Linked DNA regions of Callithrix jacchus: region 1 is linked to region 2. Evidence: chromatin contacts called from public Hi-C data. All regions are on one chromosome and are shown on one strand. The core of a region is the stretch at or near the end of the contact, and the rest is flanking DNA. Distances in the headings are between cores, read along the strand shown.

Region 1 (5,926 bases), core at 3,278-5,777, 240 kb after region 2:
GAGATTGCACCATTGCATGCCAGCCTGAGTGACAAGAACCAGACTCTGTCTCAAAAAATAATCATAGACAAAAAATAAAATAGACCAAATTTAAAGACATAAATACTTGATAACTTTGCTCCTAATACCTATTTGTTATTTTTGAAAGTTAATCAAAACCTTGATTTTATTTCTAGACCTGTGTAGATTCCTACTTTTAAATTCACCCTGAATGTACATTGGCAATAGAGCACTTCTGAAACCAGTGGAAGCTTCTGGAACTCTCAACCTTGTTTGGTATTCAAAGATCTTTCGGTTTCTTTCAGTAGATGGTTTTCCCTCCGCTGTGCCCCAAGGAATGTAATTTGCCATCTGTGCCTGTTTGAGACCACTGAAGAGCCCCTTTGCTTGCCCTGTGGCCTTCCCAGTGCCTAGGAAGGTTGGCTCCTCCGCCTTCCTCTGTTCTGTGCCTCTTCCATGAAGTAGAAGCAGGAAGAGAAAACACACCCCTAACAATGTGAAGTTGGCATCACTAGATGTTTCCAGTGATAGGAGTAATTTCCTCTTTGTCTAAGAAAAGGAAGAAAACTGAAAAAGGCTTTCCCTCCAAAAGTAATCTCCAATCAGTCATGAGGTTAAATAATTTTAAAGCAATGGCATTTTCCTCAGCCTTGGACATTGTCTTCAGCTTTGACAAAAATGTTTCTTAGAATAAGTTTCTTTCAAAACATGCATATCTACTGGATGAGGCATTTTTAAAGATACAATTCAGATAGAAAACATCTGTTTTTAAAGGACAGCTTTAAAGTGTGTTTACCACATTCTCAAAGACAGTAATTAGAATACACATTTCCTACAATAGAATTCCAGTTTTTAAAAAGGCAGTCTTCCAGTTTCTTTAGACCCTACCTTCTTTGGTATCAGCCCATGAAGAAGGGGAGATTCAGGTAGACAATAGGAGAAATGTTTTCAGGTTGGATTGAACACAATAAAAAAGTATTTTTTCAAATTATGCAATATATAAATCTTTCATTCTAGATTAAATTCAGCCTCTAGCATCATTCTGGAATATAATTTTAGTGATTCATATATTAGGGAATTAGGAACCTTTCTGATTTCAGTTTTTTAAAATTTATTTTTATTGTTATTTACTTACTAATGTTTTTTGAGGCAGGATCTCACTCTGTTGCTCAGGCTGGAGTGCAGTGGTCCCATCACAGCTCACTGTAGCCTCTCCCTCCTGGGCTAAAGTGATCCTCCCACCTCAACCTCCTGAGTAGCTGGTACCGCAGGTTAACACCACCATGCCTGGCTAATTGTTTTGTTGTTGTTCTTGTGTTTTGTAGAGATGGGGATCTCACTGTGTTGCCCAGGCTGGTGTTGAACTCTTAGGCTCAAGAAATCCTCCTACCCTGGCCTCCCAAAGTGCTGGGATTACAGGTGTGAGCCAACATGCACAACCTGTTTGTTTTGTTTTGTTTTGTTTTGAAGCGGTTTTATAAAACTACCCTGCCAATATAACTAATATCCCATGGTCTCCCTTTTTTAAAAATGTAAAATTCTAGGTTCTTTACAAACTAAGCATTTTAGTAGTGAAACAAAGAAAAGTTAATTAGAAAAATCTTCGTTTTAAGACTTCTCCCCTTGAAATTTCATGTGTCCTTCATTTGTTCCTTTATCCTTCCATTCACTATGTAACATATTTATTGAATTTCTAATATGTGCCAGGCAGTGTTTCTGGTGGACCGAACAAAAATCTAGAACAGAAAAGACAGGATCTCTTTCCTCCTGGAGCGGGACATTCAGTACATTTTTTAAAGAGCTATAAAGAGCTATAATAACTGCACTTCAGAGTAAGCCCTACTGTAAACTTGACTTCAGTGAATAATAATGTATCGATATTGGTTCCTCAGTGATAATAAATATACTAATGCAAGATGTTAATAATGGGGAAGCTGATGGGGGGTACAAATATGCGTATTCTGCTTTCTGCTCAGTTTTTCTATAGAGTTAAAACTGCTCTAAGAATCACTCTAAAGTCAGTAAACAGGATGCTATTAGAAACAATAGTGGCGTGACAGAATTTGAACTGGAGAATAAGGAAAGACCTTTCTGCAGAAGTGCTGCTTAAACCCAGAACTAGAGAATAAGTGGGCTAGCCAGGCAAAGAGGAGATAGAAAAGCATTCTCAGTGAGGCAAAGTGGTATCATTTGTATTACCTTTGGAAATGCCATTCTGGCTTCTCTGTGGAGGATGGATTCTGGTATGGTAATTAGGAGGAAAGTTGGGGGACAAGAGGACAAACAAGACGAGGCAATTAGAATGGATCACACCTTTTGCTTCCTACTCAGCAGAATCCTAAAAGAGCAGAATGACAGTAGGCTGTTTCCTTCGTTCAGCTCATGTCAGAAACCGTTAGGTTCGCCAAGATCTGGGTGCTAGGAAGAAAGGAGACTATCAGTAGCAGAGCAAGATGGGGTTTCCGGGTCTCAGTTTCTAAGATCTTTCCAGTGGTTCAGTGGGATTTATAGTTAAGAACGTGCGTGCGCGCGCGCGTGTGTATGTGTGTGACTGCAACCAGTTAAAAATTGCAAGGGAAAAAAGCTTTTCAAGTAACTAGAACCCAGCTGCAACAACAGCTTTCATAGAGGTCTGTAAGATTTAACTTGCAATAGTTATCTTTATTCCTGTGGACTATTGGAATTTATTTTGGATTTGTTTCTTCCAAGAAACAAAAAAATTGAAAAATAGTTGATGAGTCAACAAAGAGAAAGGTCCATTTAAGTAGAGCACTGTTTTAGCACATCAATATTGAATGGCTCACATCAGTTTCTAGGGATCATGAACTCCCAAGGAAAAAAATTCTAGCGGGCAAAAGAAAGTGCCTGCCAGGATAGATTTCTATTGATTGTGGAACTGTTACTAGCAGCATAGGTTGAATAGTTCACAGTTCTCTTTCCATTTAGAATTAAGCAGCTCTGAGTAATCCACTTCACCATTTATAATTATTTACCTGCCTATGAGCAAGATTTCCAAACCATTAACTATTTATATGCATTTCCTTTTACAGTAAAAAATTGTATATGATGGCCATACCATCTATACTAAAAGATACAATAACACATTGAAAAATCTTTAGCAAATGAGCATAATTTCGTAGCACTTAGCTATTATAATAATGACACAAAATGGTTAATATGTCTATATTACTCTCTAGATTTCAACTTTTTTTGTATTCTTGGAAACAAATTAAGAATCCCTCATCTGAGCAGACCTGTTGTTTTAGGAAACAGAAATGCATCATGCGTATAATTTTAAGTGGTCCAGTTATGAATATGGAATGAAGGGATAAAATAAAGTTTTCCACTCCGATGTCTCCATTAAGAAGCTCCTCTGTGTAAAATGCTCCACGGCAAAGTTGCTGCTATTTAAAGTAGTGAGTTTGATCCTGGCTTTGATCTAAACCTTTTGATCTTGAAAGAAGGATGGAGTAGCAATAAAGAAAGGGCGAGACAGATTTTTTTTAAAGAAATGTGATGAACTTAAAGGGATGGTCAAGACCAGCAAGCACCGGGACAACCCGACTCTCCGCCCCCGCCCGCCTTCACCCGCAGGCGGATTCTAGCAACTGCTGATGCACACGAGAAGGCCTTTGGCGGGTGAAGGAAAATCTTGGCGTATCGAACATTTTTGTAAATTAAGTGTAAACTTTCTCCCTAATTATGAAAACAGATTAACCCCTCCTTTTAAAATTCTACCCAGTGGCTCTGGGGGTCCACACGGGAGGGGGCGCAGGGCTGGGTTTCTCTTCGCCCCTGTGTCGCCCCCAGGAAGCCACCTGCCGCCGCCCGGAGCCCCGAGGGGGCCACTAGGAAACGTCTACTCGACGACGTAGAACCCGTTCCCGGAGAAAACTCCACTAGGAAAGTTACTTTCCCTCTGCGAAAGCCACCGGGACCAAGTTTCCGACCCGGGGAGCGCGTCAGGCTGGCCGCAGGCGTGGTTCCTTCCCCGCCTCCGCTCCCTCCAGCCTGCGGAGGGCGGCCCGGGCCCCTCTTGCTGATGGGAAGATGCTCGCGGGGCGCGGAGCCGGGGCAGGGGTGGCGGGGGCAAGGTGCGCGGGGCCGCGGGGCGCCCGGAGCCCGGAAAGGGTTGGCGGGGGCAAGGTGCGCGGGGCGGCGGGAGCTCGGGAGCACGCCGTTCGCGGGGAGAACAATACGACGCCGGCGCGGACGGACTAGCGGGCGGGGCGGCGGGCGATCTGCGGGAGGCGGCGCGGCCGCTATACCTTTAAGGCAGGCCCCGCCCAGCCCGGCGCTCGCCCGCCCGCCGTCCGGGCCCCGCGCCCGTCGCCCGCGCCGAGCCTGAGGTGATGCGGGTACCGGGCGGGCGCAGGGCGCAGACTCCAGCGCCCCTGCTGCGTCCTCCCCGGCCGCGGGCGAGGTACTGGGGGGGCACGGCTAATTGGCGGGCGCGGGGCAGGGAGGCCGGGGTCGCTCCCGCCGTAAACTTGACTGTGTCCCTTTCCCCCGCAGCCGCTGCAGAGGGAGCGCAGCGCCGAGGCGGAGTGCGGGCTCGCGCGGCAAGTGCGCGCCGAGGTGAGTGCAGGCGGCGCGGCCCCTGCGCCCCGGTGGCGCCGACGCGAGACCGCGGCTGGCTAGAGGCCCTGGCTCCGGGCTGCGGCGTACACCGCCGGGACGACCTGCCGGGCTCCCGCTCGGGCGCGGGGAGCGGCCGGGGCGAAGGTCGCGGCCCGTGCGTGGAGGCGCCCGACGAGTACTGCGGGCGGGCGCGGGTGGCTTCTCAAGGTTCGGGGAAGACCGGGTCGCGAGGGCGGGGGTGCCTGCTTTTTCGCGCTGGGGGGCAGCGGTCAGGACCCATTTCCTTGTTTGAAATGCTGTGATTTTTGAACCTCACTCAGGTCACGAAATGGATTCAAGTGAACCGGAGACCCCGAAAACGGAAACGCAGGGTGAAGGAAGAGGTGTTTGAAAAGGTAGGGTTTCCCGAGACGATACTCGGTGCAGGTCTCGGTAAATCCGCGTCTGCCCCCGAGGACCTGGTCACGACAATAAAGTAGCGTTCAACTTAAAAAGTTTTTGTTACAATAAACGCTAGATTTAATATATGGGGACATTCTGTGGGAATACTGGTCGATAAAGCCTAATGCCCATCTACATATTCTCATAAAGAGGGAATAACCCGGGAGATTTGTTTCGTGCTCATTAAATAGAGCAATAGGACTTAAGTGGGTTTCATTATTATTTTAGATCAGCAGTGTTTATTATCTCAGTGTTAAGGTACCTCTGAAAAATGGAAAAGTGTTCCGAATAAATCGCCCACAGTATTCGGTTTCCGTGCTGTACGTTTACTCACCTAGACTTTAAATTGGAGTCATCTAAGAAATGGAGAGAAGAAAAAAAAAAGGAACACTAGGAGAAATTTTATTTACTGTAAAGCAAATGAAAAATTTGTTTGCCTAAGTTTAGAATTTCAGTATGTTACTTTACAGAAGTTTGGACTGCTTGTCTTCTGATTTTGTATTAGAACTTGATTTGTCATTGTAATAAATATCAAGGTAAGTAGTCCGTTGTTTTCTAAGTGACTTGCGGAAAAGTCACTAATTTTTTGACAAATGTTACAGCAGATAGGATTTTTGTTGCTTTTGCTTAATTACATCTCACTGTTTTTTTTGATTCTTGATACCACCAAGGGATTAAAATAGCGGTGTGTTGTTTTTCTGCTGCTAGAATGTATGATGAATCACTCTTGATTCTGAAGCCAAATTCTTGCTGATAGCATTGCTGCCAACTTCTGTGCTGTGTTGCCTTAGTATGGGCATTGCAGCGTCCGAGAATGTGCACAAAGCGCATCAGAATAAAGGTGATCCCAGAACTGCAGAGTGCACTTCAGGATACCAGAGGGCAGTTTCTGAGAGACCTGGAA
Region 2 (5,629 bases), core at 923-3,422:
TCTTACTGTTTCGTTTGTTATGGTGCCAGTTACAACCCTTAAGCAACTGTGGAGAAGAACTAACGAATAATCACGCTGTGAGTATTCACGAGGGTGGCACTCACTTAGAAAACCAAAAGATGTAGACTCAGTATCTACAAAATCCTGACAGAAAGCTGGAGTTTGCTGAAAGACCCAAGCAGTGGAGAAGGAGGCCAAGGGAAGAGCACCCAAAATAGGAGCTCTCCTTTTTGTGTATGTATTTTATTTATTGTGCAGATGTATGTATACTATACATTTAAATCTGTAATATATACATTCTATATAGTATGTCTATATGCACTTATAAATGCACATGTTCCTGTATATACATATTCCTATAAAAACATTGTTAGGCATCTTTAATTTGTGATACAAAGGTGTTCCAAAGTAATCATAACATATAGAATAGTTTGGACAGGAATTTCTGAAATAAGCAATCGTGGTTAGAGAAAGAAACAATTTTGAGGTAGGAAAAGTAGCAGGGGCTACTGTGGGACTGAGGAAAGAAAGACTATATGTTAAATAAAAGCATGTATCAATTTGTTATTTCCAAATGCTTCATACTGTTTGTCTAGCCTATAGTGGAGAGGTTGAAAAAGTAAAATGGACGGTTTTAATAGGAAGAATTTAAGTGCCTGTTTTAATTTTCAGTAAAAACAGTAACTCTTTAATATAAGAAGCTCCATGTGATGCTTAACTTTGCAGAGCTATGATCTGCCTTTGCCTCTGCACAAGCAGAGTGGTTATGTGGGTGTGGTTATAGCTGTGCCTTTAATTATATTGAGTGGGTTTATCTAAGACTCACCTAAGAGGACATTGACTTTCCATAAATTTTGTATTGAATTTACTATTGGTAGGCATGACTGATGTGTAAAAATGGCTACCGTATCTTGATTTTTCTTCTGTTAATATATTTTATGAAAAACGATTATCTCAATTAGCTAAGTTTCTCACAGGTTTAGTTTAAAAAGTTCTCTCTCCTTTCATGAACTGACTACTCCTTCGTGTTCTTCCTTTTTCCCTCCTCACTGAGAATGTCTCTTCCCTTCCGTGGAAGATAGAATCTTCAAAACTTCATATGACAGTTTTTAGAATAGTCAGTGAAAAAATAATTAACTGTTTTAACACTCTTTATGATACTTAGTTTCAAAACTATATTTTATTTTTTTTTAATTTTTAATTTTGGATACAGAGTCTTTCACTTCGTCACCCAGGCTGGAGTGCAGTGGCACGATCTCGGCTCACTGCCACCTCTGCCTCTTGGGTTTAAGTGATTCTCCTGCCCCAGCCTCCCGAGTTGCTGTTATTACAGGTGCCTGCCACCACATCTGGCTAATTTTTGTATTTTTAGTAGAGGCAGAGTTTCACCATATTAGCCAGGCTGGTCTTGAACTCTGGATCTCAGGTGATCCATTTGCCTTGGCCTCTCAAAGTGCTGGGATTAGAGGCGTGAGTCACTGTACCCAGCCCAAAACTAAATTTTAAACTGTGTCTTGTGATTTGAAAATTAATCCATTTAAAGTTCTTTTTTACTTGCAAAAAGCACAGTCATCTTTAAGGAAAATTTCAGTGCTGTTACGGAGATGAAGATGTCTGTTTGGATCTTGTAACAGCTGTTATTGTCAATATGTCATGTGATACGTGTATCTTACTAGTGAGACAATTGAAGTATGAGAGGTTTTCCCTCTAAATATAGTCTAATAGGAGAAAGTAAGGAAGTCTGAAGTGCAGCTTTACAGAATCTGTCCAGAAGGAAGGGCAAGTTGGGTGGCAGCTTGTGCTGCAGTTAGGGAGTGCTGTTTTCCTCTGCGTCCCTTCCTACCACCCCTCTTTATTAGTCTTGCTATCGAATCCCAGCCTGGCTGTGAAATCATCCAGTGGCATGATAGGTTTCTGGCCTCTGCAGAGGAAAAACTCTGGGTTAATTCAAGTACAACGTGTTCTCTTGTTTTGCAGTTGGTGTAGCAAAGGGAGTCTAGTGCAAGTGGATTGAATCAAAAGGAAAATGAAGGCATTCACTGTCGGTTTCATCAAGGATGGCTCATTTAAAGCAAACACCATTTAAATAGTCTCCAAATGGCCCATTCTATATGAAGTCATACAGGATGCCCCCTTTAGGTTGTCGTTCTCCTTTAAATGGATTGCTTTGTGTGGACTGTGTTTTAATGCCATCCAACCTTAAACCCCATATGTGGGCCTCATCAGGTCTTTGTTTTCAGTACACATATGGCAGCCATACCTTCAGCATTCTTTGCCTCTGCCTTCAGAAAATCAGCCTGAGCATCAAGGGTAGGCAGCTGTAAAGCTGAGAGCTTGCAAATGATGAAGACTACAACAAATACAGATGACAAGAGCTAACATTTCTTGAACACTTACTTTGTGCCAGTTGTTATGCCTACTGATCACTTTATAGATTCTCTAATTTAATCCTAACTTAATCCTCACAACAAGATACTATGATCATTCTCTTATTATACATGAGGAAACGGATGCATTGGAGAAATTAAGTGATGTGTGCTCAAACTGGTAAATATGGAGCAGGGAATTGAACACCAGCTGTCAGATTTCAGAGGTGGGACTCAATCAATGGACATATCCCAAAGCAGTAAATTTTCATTAATTCTCTTGAAAGATAGGCTTATTCCAATCAATAGACAATCCTGAAATTATTTATCTTTGTCTTGGGAATGCATGCTCTGCTTTCTGGAGCAGTATTTCCACCTTATTCTTTGCTTTTTTTGTAGGCTGATTGGAAGATAAGGTTAGGTGTTGTTCCCTGTGGTGGTGGGCAGTCTTCATGCAAGATTGGGCATGTTGGAATAAACTATATTTTATAAAAATAAACTATTTTTTTCTCACAAATAAGATAAAATTTTAATTTGTAAAATGATCATAGAGAAAAGTGTAGTTAATGTTGAATCACTTATAAAAGTAAACTTTAGAGAGTCTATAAAAAATGTGGTTAGTCAGCTTTTGCTTTGTGAAATTCTTCATTCTAATTCATTTTAAAGTGCACAGAAAAATGACAGCTGCCCTTCAGGAGAATCGGAGTTTCAATGTTGTACTGTACCACATTCTTTGTCTTCTCTTTTTAGTTCTCATTTTCATTTTTGATCACAATCAAGGAGTGTAATTATCTAAAGATACTTTTCTTCCAAATGAGGATGCTAGAAACGTCCTCATAGCGAGGAACTAATGAAAACCTTCTCCAGCACGAGCAGCACTCGGTGATCTCAGCATGGGCTCCAGCATTCAACCAGGATCCAGGCAGGAAGCCCAGGGCCAGACTCTAGAGAAGCTTCTCAGAAGAGTTCGACCAGGGTCTCTGGGAATTGGTTTTCTGGCTGGTTCTTATTTGGCCCAGCCAATTGATCTGCCCCGATTTGACTGTTACTTGGTAGCCAAGAAAAGTTTTTGCTTTTAAAAGCTTGATGTCTGAGTCAATCAAACAGTTGATTCCAAATTAGCTCCACTAAGTAGAGGAACTTTAGGAATCTAAGAAAGTAAAACAAACAAACAAACTTGTGTGCTGTGTAGGAGGAAATCATCTTGAGCACTTAAAATATGAGTTTGGGTGATATTTTTTAAAAATTATTTTATTTCCATTATTGAATGTTAGAGAAGACTTCAAGGAATCAATGACAGTTTTAAAATATTTTTATTGGACTCACTTCAGGTTCTGTTATCACTATTGCTCTCTCACTCCTAAACTCTGGGTCATTTAAGGTTTTTGACTGCTTAATTGCTAGTCTCCATTTTTCTCCCCTTCCACATCTTCCTGTGACTTCTGGTGTCCTCCCCATGTTACCTCAAGGGTACAGATACTCTGATCGAGGTACTGGGCCGTGATGGCATTGGGCACTCTATATGGAGTCCTGTTGACTTTGTGCAGGGATCTAATAACAATACCTCTTACTCCATTAGCAGTGTTTTCTCTTGGAAGTAGTTTCAGTTTCTGCTGTTTCCACAAGTATCATCTTGCCCATGGACTAGGTGGATGGTACAAGAACCAGACCAGCAGCGAGAAAATCAGGTCAAAAATTCAAAGTGGAATGTAGGGAGAAAGCCTGTTGTACGCAGTGTTTCATTCTTAAAAGGATTTCTTAATAGACTAGTGCCTGCTCCTTATCTCTAAATTGCCTCTTTCTTCTGAGTTATATTTCATCATTTTAATAGTACCTCAGTATCAGATGTTATTCTTTTTCTCTTAAGATTCCCTTTTAACTAATCGATTAGTTCAATTATTTTGTATTAAAGATGTAATATTTAAAGAGTCAGATAATTCTAATGGGTTTATTATACCCCTCTTCCCAAGCAGCAGTTCTTTGCAATCTCTCTTCCTCCATTTTTCCTGCTTTTTAGAAGTAACCACTTTCACCTCTTTTGCCCGATTACTTGATATTTACCTGCCTGTCCTTCAGTAAGACACTTTATTGTTCAGAGTTGGTCTTCCCACTATGGCAGGTAAGGATTTAGCTGTCCTCTTCCCTCCCCCAACTCTGTCAAACACAGGCCCCCTTCCTTAAGTCCTGTCTTCTCAATGTAATTAATATCATAATGTTGATTAGACCAGTGTTTTTCATTTATATTATTACTTTGACATAGGGTCTTGCTCTGTCGTCCAGGTTGGGGTTCAGTGGTATGATCACAGCTCACTGCAGCCTGACCTCCTGGGCCCAAGTGATCCTTCTACCTCAGCCTCCTGAGTAGGTGGGATCACAGGCATGCACCGCCAATGCACCTGGCTAATTAAAAAAATTTTTTTTGTAAAGATGGGATCTCCCTGTGTTGCCCAGGCTGGTCTTGAACTACTGATCTTATGTCATCCTCCCACCTAGGCCTTCCAAAGTGCTAGGATCACACAGGCAAGCCAATGCATCCGGCCTTCATTTATATCATTATATTTGTGTATTTTTAAGAGCTGAGCCTTGTAGCAAAACTGTGACTACATTATTATTTCTGTATATGTTATTTTTTTTCTTGGATGGAGTTAATAACAGTCTTATTCTTTGTTTCTGTTTTTTGTTTTCTCATATGCTTGTCCTTTTGGATCTTGATTTTGCATTAGAGGCTTTCTAAATATGCCTGGAATTTTGCATGCAAGCATTTAGGAGCAGGGGACTGAAATACGAATTGGAAGCTGTGAATGCATTTGGAGGCCTTGTCAACCATCAGCTTCACCGTAGACTGATTCCTTAGGCTGGTCCCTTTCTTTCAGTCTTTTTCCTAGAGAGTGAAAGCCTGGCTGCCAGACTTCTGGAACCAAATAAGGGAAGATGTCTGGTGACCTCAGCGTCCTATGAGCATGTATTCATCTAATTCCATTCACTTGCCTTCAACTGCCGTTTCTCCTCCAACCCCACACCTGCCAGTTCAGTGGCCCTCCTTTTACTCTTTCTAGAAAATAGATTTGTTGAGTTGTATGTGGGATGGGCAAATAGCCCAGGTGTGCAGGGTTGGGGAAACTATCTATAGATCTGACCACTTCTTAGATGTACATCTGGTCCTGCTTAGTTTAGGGTTTCCTCTACCCCAGAGACTTTTGGAGCTTCTAAGGGGTAAAATGAGGTGGGTCTTACCTTTCCCCACTGCCAACTTAGGATTCAGA

The links. A called contact is a pair of places that touch in the nucleus more often than the background predicts.
Region 1: a Hi-C map of skeletal muscle shows a contact between it and region 2, with 5 times the contacts expected there. The contact joins two enhancer-like sites. A contact is called at or near these places in 2 of 3 Hi-C or Micro-C datasets (both in skeletal muscle).

Annotation. Positions count from the first base shown.
Region 1 is chr1:78,376,649-78,382,574 of calJac240_pri, forward strand. It overlaps AOPEP (aminopeptidase O (putative)), which reads left to right. Exons shown (of 17, transcript XM_078365849.1): 12 at 4,516-4,578; 13 at 4,902-4,976. Among named protein-coding and RNA genes, the nearest start is that of AOPEP, 300 kb to the left of the region's middle. Within about 2 kb of position 4,528, at least 12 of the 16 cell types and tissues checked have an H3K27ac peak or open chromatin away from gene starts, as enhancers often do. A contact at or near this core is called in skeletal muscle, where this site is marked.
Region 2 is chr1:78,141,054-78,146,682 of calJac240_pri, forward strand. The region is part of intron 3 of AOPEP (aminopeptidase O (putative)); the gene reads left to right. Among named protein-coding and RNA genes, the nearest start is that of AOPEP, 66 kb to the left of the region's middle. Within about 2 kb of position 2,173, at least 2 of the 16 cell types and tissues checked have an H3K27ac peak or open chromatin away from gene starts, as enhancers often do. A contact at or near this core is called in skeletal muscle, where this site is marked.